Regions from separate parts of the Anas platyrhynchos genome. Here region 1 is linked to region 2. The links are chromatin contacts, called in public Hi-C maps. All regions are on one chromosome and are shown on one strand. The core of a region is the stretch at or near the end of the contact, and the rest is flanking DNA. Distances in the headings are between cores, read along the strand shown. Region 1 overlaps TBC1D16 (TBC1 domain family member 16). Region 2 holds the start of CBX8 (chromobox 8).

Evidence for each region. A called contact is a pair of places that touch in the nucleus more often than the background predicts.
Region 1: a Hi-C map of skeletal muscle shows a contact between it and region 2, with 4 times the contacts expected there. The contact joins the enhancer-like site here to the promoter of CBX8 in region 2. A contact is called at or near these places in 3 of 8 Hi-C or Micro-C datasets (liver and skeletal muscle).

The regions. Positions count from the first base shown.
Region 1 is chr19:863,553-869,624 of IASCAAS_PekinDuck_T2T, reverse strand. The region is part of intron 3 of TBC1D16 (TBC1 domain family member 16); the gene reads left to right. Among named protein-coding and RNA genes, the nearest start is that of TBC1D16, 16 kb to the left of the region's middle. Within about 2 kb of position 2,439, at least 2 of the 8 cell types and tissues checked have an H3K27ac peak or open chromatin away from gene starts, as enhancers often do.
Region 2 is chr19:806,332-812,514 of IASCAAS_PekinDuck_T2T, reverse strand. CBX8 (chromobox 8) reads left to right here and starts at 3,580. Exons shown (of 5, transcript XM_038165372.2): 1 at 3,580-3,747; 2 at 4,317-4,360; 3 at 4,566-4,631; 4 at 4,706-4,796; 5 at 5,013-6,183. The coding sequence starts at 3,679. The coding sequence ends at 5,852.

The sequences.
Region 1 (6,072 bases), core at 1,190-3,689, 58 kb before region 2:
CCCAAATTCTTTCTCCCTTTATATGTTGGGGGCAGAATCAAGCCCCATGCAAGGGGGAATTTCAGGGCCACCAAGCTGGGATGCGGGAGGAGAGCCTGCCTTGGCTGCTTGCTGTCAGCGCACCGGGTAATCCATTCAAGTCCTTACTGGCTGCAGAGCTGAGGAGGTTGGACAGATCCAAGAGATTGCGGAGGCATACGGCTCTATCTTGCTTTATATAAATATTTGAACAGCAAGAACATTAATTATGGCAGGTTTGGTTTTTTTCTCCTCCGTTGGTTGGCTGCCAGCTTTCTGGGGAAGAAAATAGTGACAGCGAACTGGAGAGCTAGAGTTACAGCTAGAGGGATTGTGCAGCTATTTATTTCGGGTTTTAATTGAGGAACAGGCAGCGACTGGGTTGAAGACGGAGGTTCCCTCAGCTCGCTGCTATGGAGGGGGGACAGCTTGGCCCGGAGCGGCCCCCGAAGGCTGTGGGGGACTGGGGGGCTCCGGCACGGGGCAGGCAGGAGCCGAGACCCCCGTGGCCGAGGGCTGGGGGCCGGGGGGAGCCTCGGGGCTGCCTCCTTGGGCCGGGCTGGGCCTTGTGAGGCCGCCAGGGGGCGGGCGCCGATCGGCCGCGGGGCCGGGGCCTGAGGGCTCGGGGCCGGGGCCTGGCGCGGGGCCTGGCGGCGGCACCGGGCGAGAGGCCGGGGCCGAGCCGAGAGCGGCGGCTGCTGGCTCGGGGAGGCAACGAGCCCCCACAGCCTGTTCCCAGGGTGTCCCCGCGTTGCTGCTGGTACTTATTGATGGCATCGCAACGGCCAGAAACCCTGAGCGAGAGCGGAGATAAATCCTGCTGGCGGGTCTCCATCGCTTTGTGAGGGAAGAATTGCTTTAACCGGATCGGAATAAAGAGCACGGCCCCTCGAAAAGTGCAACAACAGTATATGCAAATAAATCTGCGTGGTCTCTGTCTTCTTGGCTCGGTCCGTGCAATTATAACAGCATTAAGCATTTACAATAACTCCGAAACATGCTTTTAGCCAGCTCGCCTTTTTCCTCTCCCTTTTCTGCTACTTGAAGAAAGCTTTCCCCTTGGGAAATCCTCATTGTCTTGTGGCAGCAGTGAAACTCTCGCTGGGTGGTGTTGGCTGTGCTAATACTGGGTCAGCGGCAGTGCAGAGTCCGGGGAGTTGGTTAACTTTGCCTGTCAGTAGAAAGTTCCCCCTGAAATTCCCATTTCATTGCTTAGAGCCAAGTATAGGAGAACAAAGGTAATCTTCGGGGCTTTCAAGGGACCGAGGTTTTGAAGGCTTGATTGTAATTAGCATAATTAGTGTAGAATTTTATTTTTGCATGGATAGAACTGAAAGAAAAAAGCAAAATAATCACTTGATTTTAAATATAAAATAAACACTGGTAAGAAAGGTCCCCTTTTCTCGTCTGGAATAGGCTGAAAAGCAAACATTCTTTTGGGGGCTTTGCTGAGAAATCACTTTTTCCATCTAAGGAATTTTTTTTAAGTGTTGCGTTTCGATTGATTTATTAATGAGCTAAAGCCTAGGCACGAGGTGCCCCTTCTCTGTATGGATTGTAAAACTCTGCCGTTCAGCTTTCGGAATATTTTCCTTCTGTAACGTGAAGGTAACATTTGCATCATTGAGCAGCGAATGCTCGGCTCTAAATGATTTGTTGTGTTTGGCTTCTCGGGAGCTGTGTGTATTTTATTCATAAGCATTGAACTGCGATTTCTGCCCCTGCCACCTAACTGCAACAAGAAGTCACAGAGAAAAACTTGCTCGGGTTTTACCTAAGCAGCCTACACCTGTCCAGAAGTCTGAGCTGTGAAAAAAAGATTGCTTGTCTTGTAGCTGAACGAACGCATATATCACATTGCAGACTTTGGCTGGATAAAAGAGATTAAAGCACACATTAATTCACTACAACCCTCTGATTTTTTTTTTCCCTTCCCATTTACATTCAAAATAATCAACTCGAGAATTCTCCATTTATTTTGTTTTCCTTTCGGTTTAATTTACAGTGGTTCGGGGCAACCCTTCGGAGGTGAGCTGGGCTGCTTTAATAACGCCCCCTATTGCTGCCTAAAATTGCTCGGCTTCCCTTCAGGCCCCGGGGACGTGGAGGAAGGGGCCGGGAGGCAGCAAAGCGAGGAAAAGGGCACGGGCAGGGTGGGGGCACAAGGGCTGGTGGCCTGGAGACGGGGTGTCATAAGCACGGGTGGCAGGAGCCCTGTAAAACAGCAAATTGTTTTGATCTTGATTTCTCAAGGACAAACCAATTACGCCTATCATAAGGCAAAGCTGCATAATCGGGTTTCCTTGAGTCCCTCGTTGCTTTTCTGTTAAAATGTTTTATTTGTCAGGCTTGTGTTAGTGGAGTCGATGTTAGTCCAGAGCCCCGTCCGTGGTCGTGAACTTGCTGTTCCAGCCCAAGGTCAGAGGACGGATGCTGGGGCTGCTGCTCTGGCACGGTGAGCACCGATTAGGTGGCCGCGTGTCTGCAGCTGGAGCCACCGACCTGCTTCGAGCTCCTTCCCCAAACCGGGGCAGCGATGGATCCCGGCGCATTTGAGACGAAACCGGCTTGTTCTTTGAATATCCCTAATAACATTAACGATGAGTAACTAGCAATAATACTCTGACTTTTAGAAGTGCTGTTGAATGTGCTTGCTGGTGCTGGGCATGAAAGGATACAATTATTTTTCATAACCTTTTATTTTCCCTTTACGGCAAGCTAAGCAAAGCAAGTTTGTCAGAGGCAGAGTGCTCCTAATTTGGTCTCCAGTGACCTCCGGCGCGGTGATTGGCAGTCGGCTGTCAGGAAGGAACTTGTGCCTGTGAGATAGAAATGAGCAGAACAAATGCCGTAGGACAGCTCCAGTTCCCTCGAGGACACGGGCTAAAAAAGGTGAAAGAAGTGCAATTACAGGAGGTTTTCAGCACAGAAAGTTAATTAGCTACTAAATAGCATTTAGTGCAGTTCAACGTGGGGAAATTTATGTTTTGAAAGCAAACAGATCAATGGCAAGCCTGTGGAACAAGCTTTTGGAAAGTCCGTGTTGACATTCATGTACTTTGTACCCTAACGTCCTGTGCAGTTTTTCACAGGTTTCCCTAACAAATAGAGTTGGGTTTGTTTCCTTGGGTTGGCAGATGTGTAGGTACACTTCCACACCAGGATGTTTTGACATTTAATGTCAGGGATTCTGGTCGGGCTTTCATCCGGGCTCAGTACCTTCATGCCTTTTTCCCTGTTCACTGAGGTCAGCATAAATTGATTCTGTTTGGGGTCTCTAAGGCAGAGGAACTTCAAATTCCAAATATTTTCAGTCAGATGGTGAGTTTAACATAGTTCTTAGCCTAGTTACCAGTTCACACTGATCAGAGGTGAGTAGCTGGTGTGACTGCAGGGTTTTGCTGTCGACTTTGGGTTTGCGTGGCCGTGCTGCCCTGTGCGTGTCCTTCCATCCCTTCTCTGCAGCATCACGAGCAGAAATATTTTGACAAAATGTTTCATTCTAAATTACCAATCCGTTTTCTTTCGCTCTTCTTTCATATATTGCTGAAATCAGCATGTTTCACAAATCGTTATACATGCATATTGTCAAGGACACTCTCTTGTTTATCAGAACAATAGATTTGGGTTCCAGCTACTCAGCACAGCCTCTCTGGGTGCAATTGCTACACTAAATTTTTAGGCATTTCAGGATAGCTTTGAACTTTTATTGATGGATTATTTATTTGGAGCTATCTGTCATGGGCGGTTTAGGCAGCTGATGCTGCCATGAGCTGTTTCACCTTGCTGGAAAGAAGAGGAACCTGGAAGGTCAGTGCCTGTGCGGAATAGTGGAGAAACAGAGAAACGCTAACCCCTGGGGAGGAAAAGGGGCATGTAATTCCCATTACACGGACGCTCATACATTATGATGATACTTATTGTCTGTAAACGACGCTTCACAAGCCGGCGTGCAGGAATAGACGGGGCTGTTAAGGGAAAGCTGTTATTACTGAAGGCGTGCTTTAGTACCGTGGTGCTGGAGAGCCAACTGGTGAAGGTTTGGCTCTTGCAAGAGGCTCTGGGAGTCGGCTGGTGGACGCCGACAGCTTAGATAACAGCCACATCCCTGCCGAGATCTTCAGCCCCTTTCCCTCTTATAATTACATTTGTCACATCTTGTCATAAAATGAGTTATTAGATCTTTGTTGCTGAAATAGCCTTCCCGTGTAATGGGTGCAGGTCTCTGCCCTGGTTCTGTAACAGGAATAATAATTGGTTTCGTGTCTCTTTATGCCGTAGGAGCACAGAAATGCTTTGACCGAGCAGTAACTCAGCCCTGCTGCTGCTCGCCGACCCGTGTGGGGCCGGAGCAGGATCCTGCCCCAGCAGGAGGATGGCACCGGTGGCACCCGGGCGTTTTCCTTCTCAGGGGCTTGCTGAAGCTCCTGGAATGTAGCTGAGGTTGATTGCTGCAGCTGATTGTTGAGAAAATACATCACCGCCGGATCTTGCTCACCGGCAAGCACGAGATGTATTTAGTGACAAGAGAGTAATGGGGCTTAAGCAAGGAGGAAGGTGGAACTGGAACCATGCCTATGGCCATGGGGTTCCTGCCTCAGGTTTTGCTAATCCTCCTTGTAATTTTGTTCCCTGTCCCTTCTGTTCCCGTGGGGCCTTGCACTTGTTCTCCCGTGTTGCTGAGCGGTGCTGCCCGCTAGCTGGTGGTCTGCTTTTCCTGGATGCCGTGACCCAAAGCCTCTCTGAACTGTTCCTCCAGCTATTTGCCTTGCCATGCTTCAGCTCCCTTCTTTTGCAGGGCACTGGTGTAAATCCCTCATCTAACAGATATAATAGTCTGGCCTTCATAAATAATAAATTGGAAAATTCTTCCCCTGTGTCTGCATATCTTGTGTGCCTGGATAGAGGACTCCCCAGCAGCCACAGAATTAGCACTGAGCATACTACTTGTTGCTACTTAGGAACAGAATGATCTCAATATTAAAATTCTTTTAAAAATAAGGCCAACAGTTTTGAATACTTTCATTACTTGTTTTCCAATGGTTATATACAGGAAAAAGTGATGCTACACACAGTGTATGAGGTGGCACTCTCTGCATCTCTGCTAAATATGGACGGACGTGTTTGTAGATCTCTCCAAAGGGCATGGTGTGCACAGGTGTCTCTTTCAGATTTTGTACCCTACATCAGTGAAAGCACTGAAGTTTCCCTGAGCTGCACACACGAAGGCACTGTGCTCGTGCTTGTTGGCTTTTTGCTGTCCAGAAGGGGTAAATCCAGGCACACGTGTTGCTTCAGATGGCTTCTCTGTGTGTCAATGCCTGCACGAGCTTGTAACTAGTGACTAAAAGCGAACTGTAAATATTTGTCTGGAAGAAACATTTCCAGAAAGTAGAATGGTGCCAGCACCTTTGTGCTGGGCTCTGCAGCCTCTGAGCTATGGGTAGGTAACGGCGCGCCTGGAGCAGGTTTTGGTTGTGCAGCTGGCAATGCCCTCCCATCTTCAGGAGATGCACGGTTCCCCAGCTCCAAGCAAGGCCACCCAGCTCTATCCCTAAATACCATTTCTATCCCTAAACACCACTTCTTGGCCGTTCGCTCCCCGCTGGCAGCTCGAGGTGATGCTCTCAAACCGTGGGCTCGCTGCCTGCTGCAAGGAGGGAACCGCGCGACAGCGCTCCCGCAGAGTCCTCCAGCTCCTTGTCACACCGACCAGTGCATCTTTGCAAGAGTTTTAGAAAATTGGTTGCCTCTGCTTGGTCTTTAAGCTCGTTTGAGTCATCTCTTCCAGGAAAATCCTGTGTAACCAGCTGTGGCTGTTCCTGAGCGTTGCTTCACAAATACCAGCTGCTTACAGCCAGCCGGCCAGCACGGGTGTCTTGCACTGGGGCTCCTATTGCTTTTGCATTACCATGAGATACAGAGTGGTTTAGGAGTGTTATGGTTTGCAGCTTTATCTGAAAATAACGCTTGATTTTTCACAAAGGCTGGGACAGTTTTCAAGGAAAAGTTCACAAGTTGCAGGTGATGGCGTGTGGCTGTGTGAGACTGGAC
Region 2 (6,183 bases), core at 2,331-4,830:
GCGGGGAAGAGCCGGGCTGTGGCTCGGGGATCGCCGAGCCGGCGGCTGGGTCGGTGCCAGCTGCCCCCCGCCCCACTGGGGCCCCGGGCTCGGACACGCGTGCTCGCCCCGGTGCCCCCACGCGCGGCCCCAGGAGGAGCCGCAGACCCCCGGTTTCGTTGCAAAGCTCGCAGCTGTGGAAGCCCCCACACAGCGAAAAACGAGGGGGGAGCCGGAGACGCTGCGCCGGGGCGGCTCGCTGAGACCCCGAGCGCTCCTTCCGCGAGTCCGAGCGGGGCGTGGGGATAAAAGGCAACCGAGGGGGGGATTTGGGGTCAAACGGGCGGAAACTGGATCCACGTTTGCCTGTGCAGCGGCAGGCGCTCGAATCGGCCGGGAGCAGTCCACGAGTGAGCTCCGAGCGCCGGTACTTCGGGGCAGAGCTGGGGGCGCGGCGGGGCCGGCAGGGGCGGGAGGGGCGCGGGGCCGGGCTCCCCCCCCGGAGCCGGGAGCCCGTGCTGCGCCATGGCAGCTTTTGCCGTTGACCTCCGGAGCGTGGAGGGCAGCCCCTGCCCGGGCTCCGTTCCTGTTCCCGGTACCCCTACCGAGCACCAGGCCACCCCCCCGCAGCTCCGCACGCCCCCGGCGGGGGCTCCCCGGGCCCCCTCCGGCAGGAGGAGGAACTGCCCGGTGGAACCGGGCACGCTCCCGCCCGCGGTCTCGTCCCGCAGCGCCGGGGCGGCTCCGTCCCGCTTCTCTGTCCCGGCCAAGCCGCCGTCGAGCCGCCGCAGCCCCGCTCCTGGCTCGCCCACGGCCCCGGCGGCTCCAGCTGGGTCCCCCCCCGGCAGCGATCGCTCCCCGCTGCCTTCTCCAAGCCGTTCTCGTTTGCGTCTCGCCTTCTCTCTGCCTCCCCCCCCCGCACCGCAATCGGGGACTCATCTCCCGTCCCCGTACCCGCGTGGGTCAAGCGTGGGTCCGTGCCGGTGCCTGGAGCTGTATCCCCCGCGGATGGGCGTGCTGGAGGCAGCGGGAACCGTGGGCTCTTTCCTCTCCGCGGCCACGCGTGGCTGTGGGGCTCCGCGAATCCGCGTGGCTCTGCGGAGGCTACGGGGCAAAGGCGACTGCTCGGCCGGGAGCTCCGCAGCCCCTCGAGGCACCTTCGGGACGGTGCCTCCCGCCTGCACCGGGGACACCAGGAGCGAAGGTGTGGGGCTCACTCCCAGTTCCCCGGGCTGCGGCCCCCCCGCGGACACGGGGCACGGCCCCTCACGGCCCCGCATGGCCCCGCTGCGCCGCCGCAGTCGCTGTCTCGAAAACCCCAAGAAGCGGAGCGAGGCGGCGGCGGCATCGGTCCGGCCCCGCTGGGGAGCACGACCGGCCCCCCGAGCCCCCTCCCCACGTCTGGGAGCTGCGCCCGCCCCCCATTCCCCTTCCCCGTCCCCCGGGACTCTCTGCGCGGCATCTTGGGGCTGCAGAATCCGGTCCGGTGCGTCCACGCGAGTTAACGAGCCGCCCTGCCGCCCTGCCTTAATTAACAACGATTAATTCGACATTAACGAAAATCTCCCCAGGACGCCGCTGGCCGGGGACCGGGGAGGGCGCGGAGGCTGCGCTGCCCCCCCCCGCCCGCCTCCCTCCGCACCAGCGCTGCGCAGCGCCCCGGGCACTGCGCGCAAATCCCGCGCAGCGCGGGGACCCCCGGCACGGGGCGGGCCAAGGGGGGGGGCGCGGCAGCGGGAGCCGCGGCTCGGAAACCTCCCCCCTGCGCCCGGGAGCGGGATTCCGCCGGGCCCCGCCGGCCTCCCCCACGCCACGCGTGTTCCCCTTCGCGCGGGACGGGGCACGGCGTGGACCCTGCCCCCGCTTTGCCCACGGAGCCGCTCCACGCCCCGGGTCCGGCATCGAGAGGCAGCCGCGGGCTCCTCCACTCGCGTCCCGCGAGCCCCCCCGTGGGGCCGCGAGTCTGCCGTTCCCGCGTGTCCCCCGTGGGAGGCCGGAGCCCGGCCGGCGGGAGCGGGCAGCGCTCCGTGGCGGCGAGCAGGAGCCCCGGGAGAAAACGATCTCCGGGATGGGGACGGCACCGGAGCCTTGTGGCTGCCGCTCCCGGTGCACCCGCGGCCCCGCAGCCGCGACCCACGAAGGGGACAGGCGGTGCCGAGCAGCCCCCGCGTCGAGCGGGCACGGAGGGTCGTGTCCCCCCCCCACCGGCCCCGGAGGCGAGCAGCCGCCGGCCCCAAGCCCCGCTCCGCCTCGTTTACGGAGCCGAGGCTCAGCCGATGCCTTTAGAGACCGGCGCGTGGATCCCCCACGCGTGAGCGCGGCCGCCTCCGAGCCTTGCTCCCCTTCGTCTTATAGCCCCTTAGCGGAGGAGAGCCGCGGGGGAGAGGGGCCGAGCCGTGGGAGGCCTCGTCCGCCCTCGCCCCGCGTGGGCCAGGCGGCAGCAGCCCACCCGCGGGGCGGCCCCGGCCCGAGCTGCTCCGGGGCTCGGGGATGGTTCCGCTCGATGAGACGGAGCCGAGGCGCTGCCGGGCACCCCCGAGCCTCCCCCCGACGGCCCCGGGGGGGACATCGCGGCTGGGCCCCCCGCTCCTCCGCGCCCACCGTGGGCAGGACCCGTCCCGGGGACTCGCGGGGCCCGGTCTCCCGTGGCCGCCTCGGGCTCGGACTCACGCGGGGGGAGCGACAGCGGTCCCGCGGGGCCACCGGGGCGACCGGGCCCCAGAGCTCTGCCGAAATGTGATGTGGGGGGGGGGGGCAGCCCCTCCGGTGGCCCCGGGGACACCCCCGCACCCCGAGCGAGCCGGGGAAGGCAGCCGCGGGCTGCCGGAGCGAGGAAACCAGAAACTCGTATTATGGGCTGTTGAGGTCTACTTTATTTTTACTACCCGAACTGTTGGAAAGTATTTAAACTTAACCAGAACCAGCTGCCCCGCTGGCACGGCTCGGCGCGGCCATTTGTTCCCGGGAAGGGTTTTTGCCGACGCCGAGCTGTGCCGGCCGCCGGCTCCCGGCGCGGCAGCAATGAGGTGATTTCTCCGCAAGCCGCCAGCGCTTCGGTCCCCAATTCCGCTGGCTTTGTCACCAAAAACCCGCGGGGCGCGGTGGTGGCTGGGGAGAGGAGGAGGAGGGGCCCGGCCGCCCCCCCGGGTTCGCCCCGTCCAGGTGTGCTCGGAGCGGTGATGCCCGGAGGGGGGGGGATGATGGAAAGGGGGGGGGGGGCGGTCCGCCCCGCCCCGCTCCGCCCCGTCCCGGGGCTGGCGGCTGCCGGTGGCGGCGGCTCCTTTGTGCTGCGCTGGGCTATTGGAAGGGGGGGGGGCTCGACGGGGAGGGGGGGGGGCGCCCCCCTCGGAGCGGGCGGGGCGGCCGCGGGGAGAGAGGGGGGGGGAAGCGGGGGGGGGGGGCGCGGCCGCGCCCCCCCCCCCCGCTTCCCCCCCCCTCTCTCCCCGCGGCCGCCCCGCCCCGCGCTCATCGGGACGCGGCTCACGTCGGGGGGCGGCGCGGCGGCGGGGGCGGGCGCCGGGCCCGGGCCAATGCGGCGCGGGCGGAATATTCCACCCGGCTCCGCCAGCAACAAGTGCGGGGGGGGGCCCTGGAGGAGGAGAGGGGGGGGGGGGGCCGCGGCGCTGACGTCAGCGGGCGGAGTATTATGGTCTGGGCTGCGCTGGCGGCTGCCTGTGTGCTGCGAGCGGCCGCGTAAACATGGAGCTCTCGGCCGTCGGGGAGCGCGTCTTCGCGGCCGAGGCCCTGCTCAAGCGCCGCATCCGCAAAGTAGGTGCCCCCCCCTCCCGTATCCCCGACGCCCCCCCCCTCCGCGCCGCGCCCCGCCGCCGCGCAGCCCCGCGCCAGGCCGCGCCGCCCGCCCCGCGCCCTCCCCCGGCCGCGCGGCGCTGCGGCGGCTCCGGCGGTGGCGGCGGCGGCGGCGGCGGTCGGGGGCCCGGCTGCGGCTCGGGCGCCCGCTGGGGGCGGCCCCGTCTCCTCCCCGCCGCATGCACGGGTTCCTCCGAGCGGGGCGGGCTCCGCCGCCGCTGCTGCTGCGAACCGGGCGTTGTGCGCGCCGGCCTCCCCGCTGCATGCTGCTGGGGGGCTGCGCGGGGTGGCTGCACGCGCATTTTTGTGATTTTTTTTTTTAAATCTGAATTTATTTTTTTGGTGCATTTTTGCCCCCCCTCCCTCCCTCCTTCCCGCCCCGCGTCCCTCCCCCCTTGCATATTTTTGACACACGCCTTGGGTGCAGGCGTGTATTTGTTGCATGCATGTAATTGCATGTGTAGCTTTGTTGCAAGCGCTTATCGTGATTTCCCTCCATGCATATTTATTTTTTCTCTTTGCATCTGCAGGGGCGCATGGAATATCTCGTAAAATGGAAGGGCTGGTCTCAGAAGTAAGTCGGCTGTTTATACAATTTTGCAGGCTAGGAACTGTTGGGGGAGATGGCTCATTGTAGCTATTATTTCCCATTGTAGCAGAAAGGAAAGTTGGATCCCTTTCTCTAGGTCACGTATTTTTTGTTTCTTTTTTTCCTTCCCCTGTTACTCGTTCCCGATGCCTTTCCCTCTCTGTGTGCCCCCGCCCCCCCCCCCCCCCAGGTACAGCACTTGGGAGCCCGAGGAAAACATTCTGGATGCCCGGCTGCTTGCAGCCTTTGAGGAAAGGTACAAGGCCTTTGCTAGTCGTAGCCATTGCACTTGTAAATATGTTGCTGTCTTGTAGCTATGCTGAATTGAAGCTTTGGTTTTTTTAACACCTCTAGGGAGCGAGAAATGGAGCTATACGGGCCTAAAAAGCGAGGCCCCAAGCCCAAAACCTTCCTGTTAAAGGTAAGGAGGCAGGAGCCCCGCGTGCGTCGGTGCCGCTGCGCCGGGGAGCGGCGAGGGCTGCAGGGAGCGTGCACGGGAGGCGTGCGGGGAGCTGGTCCCTCTCCGGCTCGGATGGAGAGCGCTCGGTGCAAAGGCAGCCCCCTCGTCGTGTAAGTCGTAATTACGCACCCGGGTGGCAGGACAATAAAATCACCGGTTGATTTATCTTCTTTGCAGGCCCAGGCAAAAGCGAAAGCCAAAACCTATGAATTCCGCAGTGACTCTTCCAGGGGGATCCGGGTGCCGTATCCCGGCCGCTCCCCCCAGGACCTGGGCTCCACGTCCCGGGCTAGGGAAGGACTCAGAAACATAGCCCTGGCTCCGCAGGGCAGCAGCAGCAGCAGCACCCCCAAGGGAGACAGCATCCGGGACCGGGTTATCAGGGTGGAAGAGAAACCCGGGGAAACCCCCAAAAAGAGAGGCCCCAAGCCTAGGAAAGAGCTTTACAAGGACCTGGCGGAGACTCTGGATGCCTCCAAGAGGAAACTGGGGGAGCCGGGGGACAAGGTGGGGGACTACCTCAAGGCCAGGAAGATGGAGGAGGCGGCGGCGGGGGCGGCCAAGTTCAGCTCGGGACACAGCGTCATCCAGCTCGCCCGGCGGCCGGACCCCGACCTCTCCGGCACCATGTCCAGCCCCAACCGCGTGGAGGTGGGTATGAAGCTGGGGGCCGCCGAGAGCTACGCGCCCCGGGTCGCCAAGCACCGGGCGGACTTTCTGGACCCCAAGGGGCAAGGAGGGCTGGATCCCGGCGGGCCCAAGATCCTGCACAGCGCCGTGAGCCCCGGCTCCGTGGGCAGCCTGTACCGCGACGGCGTGGGCGGCCAGGCGGGGCGGCCCTCCCTCATCGCCAGGATCCCCGTCTCCAGGATCCTGGGGGACCCCGAGGAGGAGTCCTGGAGCCCGTCCCTCAACAACCTGGAGAAAGTGGTGGTAACTGACGTGACCTCTAACTTTTTGACCGTCACAATTAAGGAGAGCAGCACGGACCAAGGATTCTTTAAGGAGAAGCGATGAGTTTCTGTCAGTGGTGGTGCTGGGGATTTTCTTCGGTCTAGATCCAGACAAAAGCTTGGTTAGAGCTTGGTGGGCTTTTTTTTTTCCCTTTTTCTTTATTTTTTTAAATTTTTTTTTAATTTCCTGGAGAGGATTTAGAAACTGTCCTAAATTCATTAACTCATTCTTTTTTTTTTGTTTTTTTTTTCACGTCTTACATTTCGTTGGAAAAATTATCTCTAGAGTTATATTTTCTATTAGATGTAAATATGTTATTTAAGAAAAAATGCTTATATATATCTATATATATATATTTCAACTCTGAGTTGTTTTATTTAAATGGAGACAACAG